3 separate regions of the Mus musculus genome follow, and regions 1 and 3 are each linked to region 2. Evidence: chromatin contacts called from public HiChIP or PLAC-seq data. All regions are on one chromosome and are shown on one strand. Each heading gives the region's core, a stretch centred on a gene start, on an enhancer-like site or on the middle of the called end of the contact. The rest is flanking DNA. Distances are from core to core; before and after follow the strand shown. Region 1 has its middle 24 kb from the start of Capza2. Region 2 has its middle 21 kb from the start of Gm46953. Region 3 overlaps Met (met proto-oncogene).

Evidence for each region. HiChIP or PLAC-seq counts read pairs in DNA pulled down with a chosen protein or histone mark.
Region 1: an HNF4G HiChIP or PLAC-seq map of pancreatic cancer cells shows a contact between it and region 2. The contact joins two enhancer-like sites. A contact is called at or near these places in 2 of 484 Hi-C or Micro-C datasets (embryonic fibroblasts and nephron progenitors), 4 of 115 datasets of contacts at active chromatin or transcription factors (bone marrow-derived dendritic cells, bone marrow-derived macrophages and pancreatic cancer cells) and 1 of 9 other capture datasets (bone marrow-derived macrophages).
Region 3: a contact with region 2 is called in a FOXA1 HiChIP or PLAC-seq map of pancreatic cancer cells. The contact joins two enhancer-like sites. A contact is called at or near these places in 1 of 484 Hi-C or Micro-C datasets (nephron progenitors), 1 of 115 datasets of contacts at active chromatin or transcription factors (pancreatic cancer cells) and 2 of 9 other capture datasets (adipose tissue and liver).

The regions. Positions count from the first base shown.
Region 1 is chr6:17,611,501-17,614,200 of GRCm38.p6, reverse strand. No RefSeq gene overlaps it. Among named protein-coding and RNA genes, the nearest start is that of Capza2, 24 kb to the left of the region's middle. Within about 2 kb of position 1,345, at least 75 of the 459 cell types and tissues checked have an H3K27ac peak or open chromatin away from gene starts, as enhancers often do. A contact at or near this core is called in pancreatic cancer cells, where this site is marked.
Region 2 is chr6:17,401,850-17,404,549 of GRCm38.p6, reverse strand. No RefSeq gene overlaps it. Among named protein-coding and RNA genes, the nearest start is that of Gm46953, 21 kb to the right of the region's middle. Within about 2 kb of position 1,274, at least 12 of the 459 cell types and tissues checked have an H3K27ac peak or open chromatin away from gene starts, as enhancers often do. A contact at or near this core is called in pancreatic cancer cells, where this site is marked.
Region 3 is chr6:17,553,576-17,556,275 of GRCm38.p6, reverse strand. Met (met proto-oncogene) reads right to left here. Exons shown (of 22, transcript NM_008591.2): 17 at 649-729. Among named protein-coding and RNA genes, the nearest start is that of Gm52893, 13 kb to the right of the region's middle. Within about 2 kb of position 1,290, at least 40 of the 459 cell types and tissues checked have an H3K27ac peak or open chromatin away from gene starts, as enhancers often do. A contact at or near this core is called in pancreatic cancer cells, where this site is marked.

The DNA of each region.
Region 1 (2,700 bases), core at 96-2,595, 210 kb before region 2:
GACCAGCAGGGAATTGTATTGTCAAGGACAGCAATGACCCAAGAAGAAACAATAGCTCATAGGTTTCTAAGGCAACAGGAGTCACTTGAGGTCAAGATGGCTAAGATGCTTGCCTTGGTTAATTCTCTGTTTCATTGTAGTATAGAGGTAGGTGCCATGCTTATGCTTTCTGCTCTAAGGTGCAGTGTTTCAGCATTTTGTCCAGAATCTCTGACTACTCATTGTGGAGTTAGGTCATGGACCTACTGAGTCTTGTATGATCTAGCTTGGAACCATTTTTTATGGTATAGCTCGAAAGCTCCTATCCCAATATTCACATTATCTACTTCAGAGAAGGGGTTCCTTCTTTCCTTTATGTTATGCTTAGGTCTTGATGTCTCTTCAAGCAACTCAGAGATCTTCAACTTCATTGTTTAGTGACACTACTCACCTCACTATCAGAATCCACCCATTCACAAGAACATCATGCCATGATCCTAATTGAACTCCATTTTGTGCTATTGGAGTCGCTTATGAAGTGGAACCATCTTGAAGTTCAGAAAAAAGCTCCTGGGGACTGCTAAGGATGCAGAGTCAAAGCCTGGCAAAGGCTGCCTCTCATCTTCAGAACTCTTGATGCCTATCTCCTAAATATCCTCTCGTTGTGTGGATATCCGGTGTGCATCTCAGCACTGAGCCCTCTCAACTTGGCCAATAAATGGAGCTATGCTTTTCTGCTACTACTGACCTTGATGTCTGTGAGAGGAACTCAGGTGCTCAGACAAAAATAGTCTGACTCCTTTAGATATAACATGGATCGAATGTACAAGAATTGAGCAAGAAATTTAATTCACCCGTGCAATCGTGTTATTTTTAGTAAAATAGAAAATCATTATAGTACCTGTGTCATTTGGCTACAATAAAACATACATGAGATAATGTGTAAAAGGCACTTTGAAAATTGTCTGATTCATAGTGAAGCACTGATAAACAGTAACTTTTATTATTGTGAGATGGTTGGCAGAAGGAGAAAATGCAAAGTGACACCCTCCCCCATTATGCTTTAGGGACATTGTAAGATTAGAATTCTTGAGATACCATTCACTGCCTTAACAGGTCCCTTTCTCTGTATATAATCAAAAAAATAAAGAAATAAAAATCAAACCAAAACACCCCCCCCAAGAGCCCCACTCCCCAGATCTTCCAGATTAAACATGAAAGACTAAATATGGCACCTACAGTTGGGTGGGTACAAAGCAGCGACCCAACTAACAACAGTAATTTCCTGGGAGCTGTCATGGCAACTCACCCTTGATGCACTGGTGCTGAGTCCACTGTATCTGTGAATGCTAGTCTGAGTCATACTGCCAAATAAGGTCTGGTTTACTGCTTTCACCTTCGCCAGCAGAAAACATGCATGGCACTCTGGACAGACACACCTCATCCTGGGCTTTGTTTCGTCTTCACTTGTGAGCCTGGCTTTCTTCCCGTTTGTCTGAGAGTCTACTCTGCTCCTAAATAATGTGTTTTGTAGCTTGGACTCTCTGACTTATACCTTTTCTCAAAATCTAAACCACTGTTTATGAAAAATAGCAGATGTAAACTCGTCCTCTAATAGACTTGCCCCATCCCTCTAATAATGAAGAACTTTTTAGAGTGGGGACGTTGCTCAGTCAGTAATGCATTCACTACACAAGCAAGATGACCTTAATTAGATCCCTAGAAACCATATAAAAAAATCTACACGTGGTGTCACTCACTTGTAATCCCAGCTCTGGAAAGGGAAAGAGAAGTGAATCCCTGTCAATCATGGGTCAGCCACCCTGCCTTATTCAGGGAATTCCAGGCCACTTTTACAAACAAAAATGGTTGGTCCTTTGATCTTAATACTCAAGAGACAGAGGCAGGTGGAGTCTCTGTGAGTCTAAGACTAGATAGGACTATGAAGGCAGTTGCAAGCCAGTCATGGTCACACAGTAAGATACTGTCTCAAACAAAACAAACAAGACAAGACAAAACAAAGCACTAAAGCACTTGAGGAACTATATCTGAGGATGGTCTCCAGTGTCTGAAGCCATGTACATACAGACACACTACACCCACCTCTACACACATGGCAGTACTGACTAAAAGACCTCCTCATCCCAAGATCCTAGGTGCACTGTGGACAAAAGCTCTCAACCTAGTTCCTGATGTGGATGGCTTCAGCAGAAGAAAGCTCCTGTGGCCACTGTCAAGTCAGGTGCCTTGTGTCTAATGACTGATCAATGTAGGCATAAAAAAAGATTCATCCCAACGCACAGCCAGGAAAGCTCAACAGGGACAACCCCACCTCAGAACGCCCTGTCTTGCTGGCTGATTGCTTCACTTGATGGTACTGAAGCTCCTCTCCTCAACACTGCTTCCTCAAATTTCTTCTCAGAGTGGCTGTTTCTAAACCCTCTTAAGTAAATCTCTCATCCAGTGACCGCCATCGCACAGTTGGCCTCGGGGTGATCCCAAACTCTGACATATATAGAGTCTGCTTTTAAAAGAATAATAAACTTGTCTTTCCCATCTGGTTAATGACAGAGTATATTTTCCTGAATATTTCCTAAGATCTATTTTTGCTAGCAGAAACCAATGGGCTTCGCTACGGCTCTTACCGAGCTTTGTGACTGTACATTGTATGTTTTCACTTCCCGTTTGGTTTCCCCTCTCTCCCACACACTTCTTTCTGGT
Region 2 (2,700 bases), core at 25-2,524:
GAGTTAAACTGTCCAAGGATGTCAGCCACATAGTGAGGAGGAGAGCTTTAGAGAAAGAATGAAGCCCAAGGCATTAGTGAATGCATGCTTCGGAAAAAAAAAAAAAAAAGGAAAGGAGAAAAGGAAAAAAGTTATGCTCTTTTAGAAAATTTCATGGACATTCACATAAAGCATCAGGTCTGCTCTCTCTAAGAGACTGAGGTGGGATGCCTGAGAAGTGAACACACACTATCTCACTTTTTACAGGGTTATTATACTGCCTAGGTCCACAGCATTGCTTCCCATGAGCCTGCCTTCCTAGTGGTGGTCCTACATTAGGAGTGATCCCTTGGCCAGGTGATTGACTAGTCCAACTGCGCATGTCAAGTTTCCACCCAGGCCAGGGACTTCATTCTCTTCACCAGAAGGACTTTGCTATACCTTCATGGGCCTTCACTGTTTCAGTGGCACTTCTGGCTTAAAAAATCTAGACGGCCAGAGGGCAAGAATCTTTCATGATAACGTTCAGAACAGGAGTAAGAGTTTGCCCCTAGATATGTCTAAACCTTGCTGATCTAGTAAAATTCAACTTTGAGAGTCCACCATGGTTTTATGCATCTGCCTTCTCTGCCTTTCTTTGAAAGCATTTGTAAGGATCTTGCAATATCATTTTAATGAGGTTCTGTAAAGTGACTACCCATTAAGAGGTTATTAAGGCCTTTTCAGGGAGAGTATATAAAATAAGCATGCAGAAGAGGAGGAATCATTAAGTCTGGAAGGGAGAAACTCAAAATGCTGAGAAAAGAAGCCTAAGCAAAGACAGTGTGGAGTGACTGCCAGCCATGGATCAGTCATGTCCAGTGAATAGAGACTTCCTGCCACGTGTAAGCGCAGCAGGAAATGGAGCATCAGGGAAGATCTTGTTAGTCCTAAAGTCACCAGAGCCTTCCTATTCCTTTTCAGCTTTTGGTGACCTACTGAGCTCTGATGGAAGTGTTTTTGACTAAGGTGGACTCTCTCAGGACTGCTCCATCTTTACTCCCTGAATTGTGGTTTTTACATTTCTATCCTTTCTTCCTTGGGCTTTTGTGAGGGACAAAGTACTTGACAGGACACTGAATTCCTAGCGCTAATATTAAATCTTTCAAAGAAAAAGGTGAGACCCTCCCTTTGTCCTCTTCCCTCCCCCTCAGCTAACATTTTGTCCAGCTTCTTTGTCTGGCTGCAGAGGATCGGCGAGAGCTGCTGACAATTGCTTAGTCACAGTGCATACTTAACCAGTTGCCACATAGTTTCTGATTACATTATTGATAACACTGATAATAGCAGTAGTCACAGCAACTCACTCCATACTTCACATTCAATGAACAGCTCTAAGCATTGGAACTGCAGTCTAAGCCCTACGATGTAAGCGCTGTTGTGACAACATCATTTTAATGCTATGTCCACATACCAGAATAACAGTAGTAGGTCCTCTGCTAAGGATATGGCTTCTATTTTACAGATAATTAAGTTGAGGCAGTGGGTTGGGGATGGTGTAAAGTAATTTACTGAAATTGCACAGCCAGAAAGTGGTAGAGCCTAGTTTTGAACCTGGCTGGATTGTTGTTTAGCAAAAGTATGGAAACAGTTTGCATAATAAAAGCAAAAAATATACTACATGCAAGATGGGGTACCCTTGAATAACCCCACTTTTTGATAACCAAGCATTGAATCTTTTACGATATTCTTGCCACATGCTGAGTTGACTTAACAGTTGTAGTTGTTTTTACTCTTCTTTTAATGTAACTTATATTTTCTACACTAACATTTTATGAATTGTGAGCTATATATTTTTTTTGGCCCTTAACTTATTTTCCCAATCCAGATGGCACCTTATGAGACTGCCAAAATACATAAGAACCATACTAATATCAACATCTCATTTTATAAGGAAAAATACCCCTCCATTTTAAAAGCTCATCCATTCAAAATCTGGAAGCTTAAATCTGTAGGTATTCAAGAACTTCACCTGTTGGTCATCAGAGAAGCAGAGTCTCTTAAAGGAGAGTGAGAATTCCCTTTCTTTTTCTATGCTCAGAAGGCTCCAGAGAGCATGTCCCAGCAGGTGTTATCAGTAGCAATTAAACTGCGAAGCAATTAAGTGGTCCTTCTGCATAGCTGCAGAAGAGTTCAGTGCAATCCTAGGAGAGTGGAAGAACACCTGATGATCGAGTTCTGGCACTGCAAGCAACAAGAAGTCATTCACTGTTATTTGTAGCCACTCGAAGGTACTCATCAAATCATTCCAACAATTATGAAGAGATCCAAGAGCAATCTGTGGTTCCTAGCTCTAGAGAAAGAGACAGGAGCTGGTGTCACTGTGCTCTCGAGGAATTTATAATCCAAAAGAGGAAAGCAGAAAAGTAAGGAAAAATATCATAGGTGCAATGGCTGCAGCATGGGTGGCTGGAGAGAGATGGTGGTCGACTATAGGATGTGCTTGAAGGTTTCTTGGCATAGTAGTCACCTGAACTGAGTTTTGAAAGATTCGTTTGTTTTCAAGGTGGAACACTTAGTAAAAAGTACAATGTTAAAGAGGTGAAGGTGACACCAGGGATGGCAAGTTCTTAGGTGTCCCTGGAGCACAGTGGTCATTTTACCCTAGAGCTCACTTTCTCTACTGCTTGCCTGTCTTGGCTTGTCAAATCAGACGGCCAGACCTGCGCTTATCTCTTTGGA
Region 3 (2,700 bases), core at 41-2,540, 150 kb before region 2:
CCTCTGCATCAGTAAAGACTAAGTTTATGTTCATAAGCATACTTTGGACTTTAAAGAGAATGAGCATTTGATCTTAAGAGTTTTCTATGTAATGGCTAAATTTTTAAGAAGTATTGCATTAAAAGGGGACACGTTGCATCTCCTTAGGAAACGTATTTCTGTGGGACACCTCATTGCCTAACCGTGGATAAGTGAGGGCTACCATCCTTAATGATTTGTCAGTCCTCTGCCAGTACATTTCTCTCCTGCTCGTATTACTTCAGTTATCGTTTTTTTCTAAAATGGAGTGCTGGTTAAAAAGTGTAGTGTAGTAGTGTCTCTGGGCAAAATGAGTCATTACTATGGTATGTGCCAACGCTTTCAATAGTTTCCATAAATGTCATTTGCAAAACAAATATTATAAGTTGAACGTGGCTAAATGGTACTCAGTTCATCTAAGAGACTCACCGCCCCTCCTGCCTTACTTATTAGTTCTCCGTAGGATAATTTCAGAGGGACTATCTCAATAAGTGTTTAGACTAAACACATTTTCAGGATTAATTCCACAATTTCAGTAGCAGATGCCTTTTTTCCACAAGGGAAAGTGCAAATGAACACTTCATTATTTGCAAACCACAAATGTTCCCTTCCGTAGTAAATGCAACTTACTATTTAAGGATTTCACAGCACAGTGAATTTTCTTTCCGTCATTGTCCAGCAAAGTCCCATGATAGACACAGCCAAAATGCCCTATTGAAAAAGAGAACTTGCTAGAGTTAAACTGACTTTATGCAATAATTATTTATTAAGCCTTTTTTTCTGTAAGACAAAAAAAATGGTACATTGCTTATGACACTTTGATTAACAACATCACTCTGTGTGGTACAAGTGTGAGATATAAATATAGATGCATTACACTTCTCTCCATGCTATAAGCAATGTGATTATTTAATATATGGTGCAAATTGTAGTAATATGGCTTCTTTTAAACGTTAATATACCAAAGTATCAAGTCATTGGGGTATCACTGGACACAATAATAGCTTCTGCATGAAAGGAAATATATTATATTAAGGATAAAATAATATTAAAGAAAACATGTAAATAATTTTATCCACTTGAATACGTGTAAAATATGTCCTCTATAGTCTAGTAACTGATTATAAATAATGTATTATAGAGTTAGGGTTTCCCCTGTTAGTCACTGGTTAATATGTAAGCCACTTTGGCAGGGATCAAAAGACAGTTGCCCAAATGGAGCAGATTCCCAGTGACTCACTTCATACATTTCCCTCTGACTTTAACCACTCATTTCCCCAATAGCAGCCTCTCAACAGAGGCGGCAGTAATTTCTCCCAGAGGTGCCAAGTGTCTGACGGCTGTGTAAGTCATTTAATTAATTCATGGACTTCGGCAAGCTGTCCTGAGTGCTTACTATATGAGGTATGGGGCTATCCTCTGTGACTTACACAAAGATGAATATAATAAAAGCCATGCTCATGAGTGGTCACAATTTTCCATGTGTGTGTGTGTGTGGGGGGGCATATAAACAAACAGTAGTTAATACTGATAGTTTCTTAATGACTGTGACTTGGGAGAAATTATCACCATGTTATCACCTTTCATTAAAAAAAAGTCCTGATTTTACAACACGTAGAGTGAGTATTGGCTTACAGAGAATTCCACTAGGCTCCTCCCAGGGACGTAGGATCTAGCAACAGCTTACATCATCACCTATAGCCATGTATAAGGCTGATATATAAGAGGAATGCTCGCACCCCACACCCCAGGTCTCTCTCTCTCTCTCTCTCTCTCTCTCTCTGTCCCCATCTGTTCCTGGAAGGCTTTTGCCCAATATTAAAACTTCCTTTTATGTGAGGCCTGCTGTCACTTGGCGTGGTTGTTCGGGGTGACGTCTAGGCACAGGCCCACCGAGATGCTCCCTCCCTCTCCATTACACTGCTGTTTTATAAAATACAACAGTGAGAATATAACCAGTGAGACTATATCTCCAATACTGGACCACTTACTGGAGTTACAGGCCAGCAATATAACCCAATCATACACTCGTGCACAGAGGCCCCTTTTCAGGAAGAAACAACGTAGATACTCAGCTCTGGATGCTCAGAAGGACCAGTGTTCACGTACCGCCACCCTGTCACTTTCTCCTGCACCACCCTGGCAAATGCCTATGCAACCTCTTTAGAGCATTTAAAATAGGAGTAGCCCAACCCGAAGCCACTACGTTTAAAAGGATTTTACAGTAGATTTTATCTCATGGCTTCTGGTTGGTTTCTCTTCCTGACAAATATTTCCTCCAATAGTGTTAATGTTTGAAGTTATCGATGCTCTGGCTAGCTTCTTGCAAATAGTCATTTTTTGTGTGTGAAGAAATTGGAGTGCATTGTGGAGATGATATATGTTGCCTTAGATTAGGGGAGGGCTATAAATTCCCCGTATCCTGATGCTGTCCAGCAGTGTACAAGCCGCTATAGACTAGATTTTGTTACAGCTCTCAGGATAAAGTAAGATTGAAGAGATAAAGGAGTGAAAAAACTGGCATGATTTTCCCCCAAGACACTGTAGTTACTGTGAGAAATATGAGGGAGAAATGGGGTCTTCTCTCCTGTGATAATATCCAAATGATTCCACGCACAGGGCAGTCTCCATGACTATGACTTTTCATGTCTGTATTTCTGCAGGACAAAACTCGTTATCAGG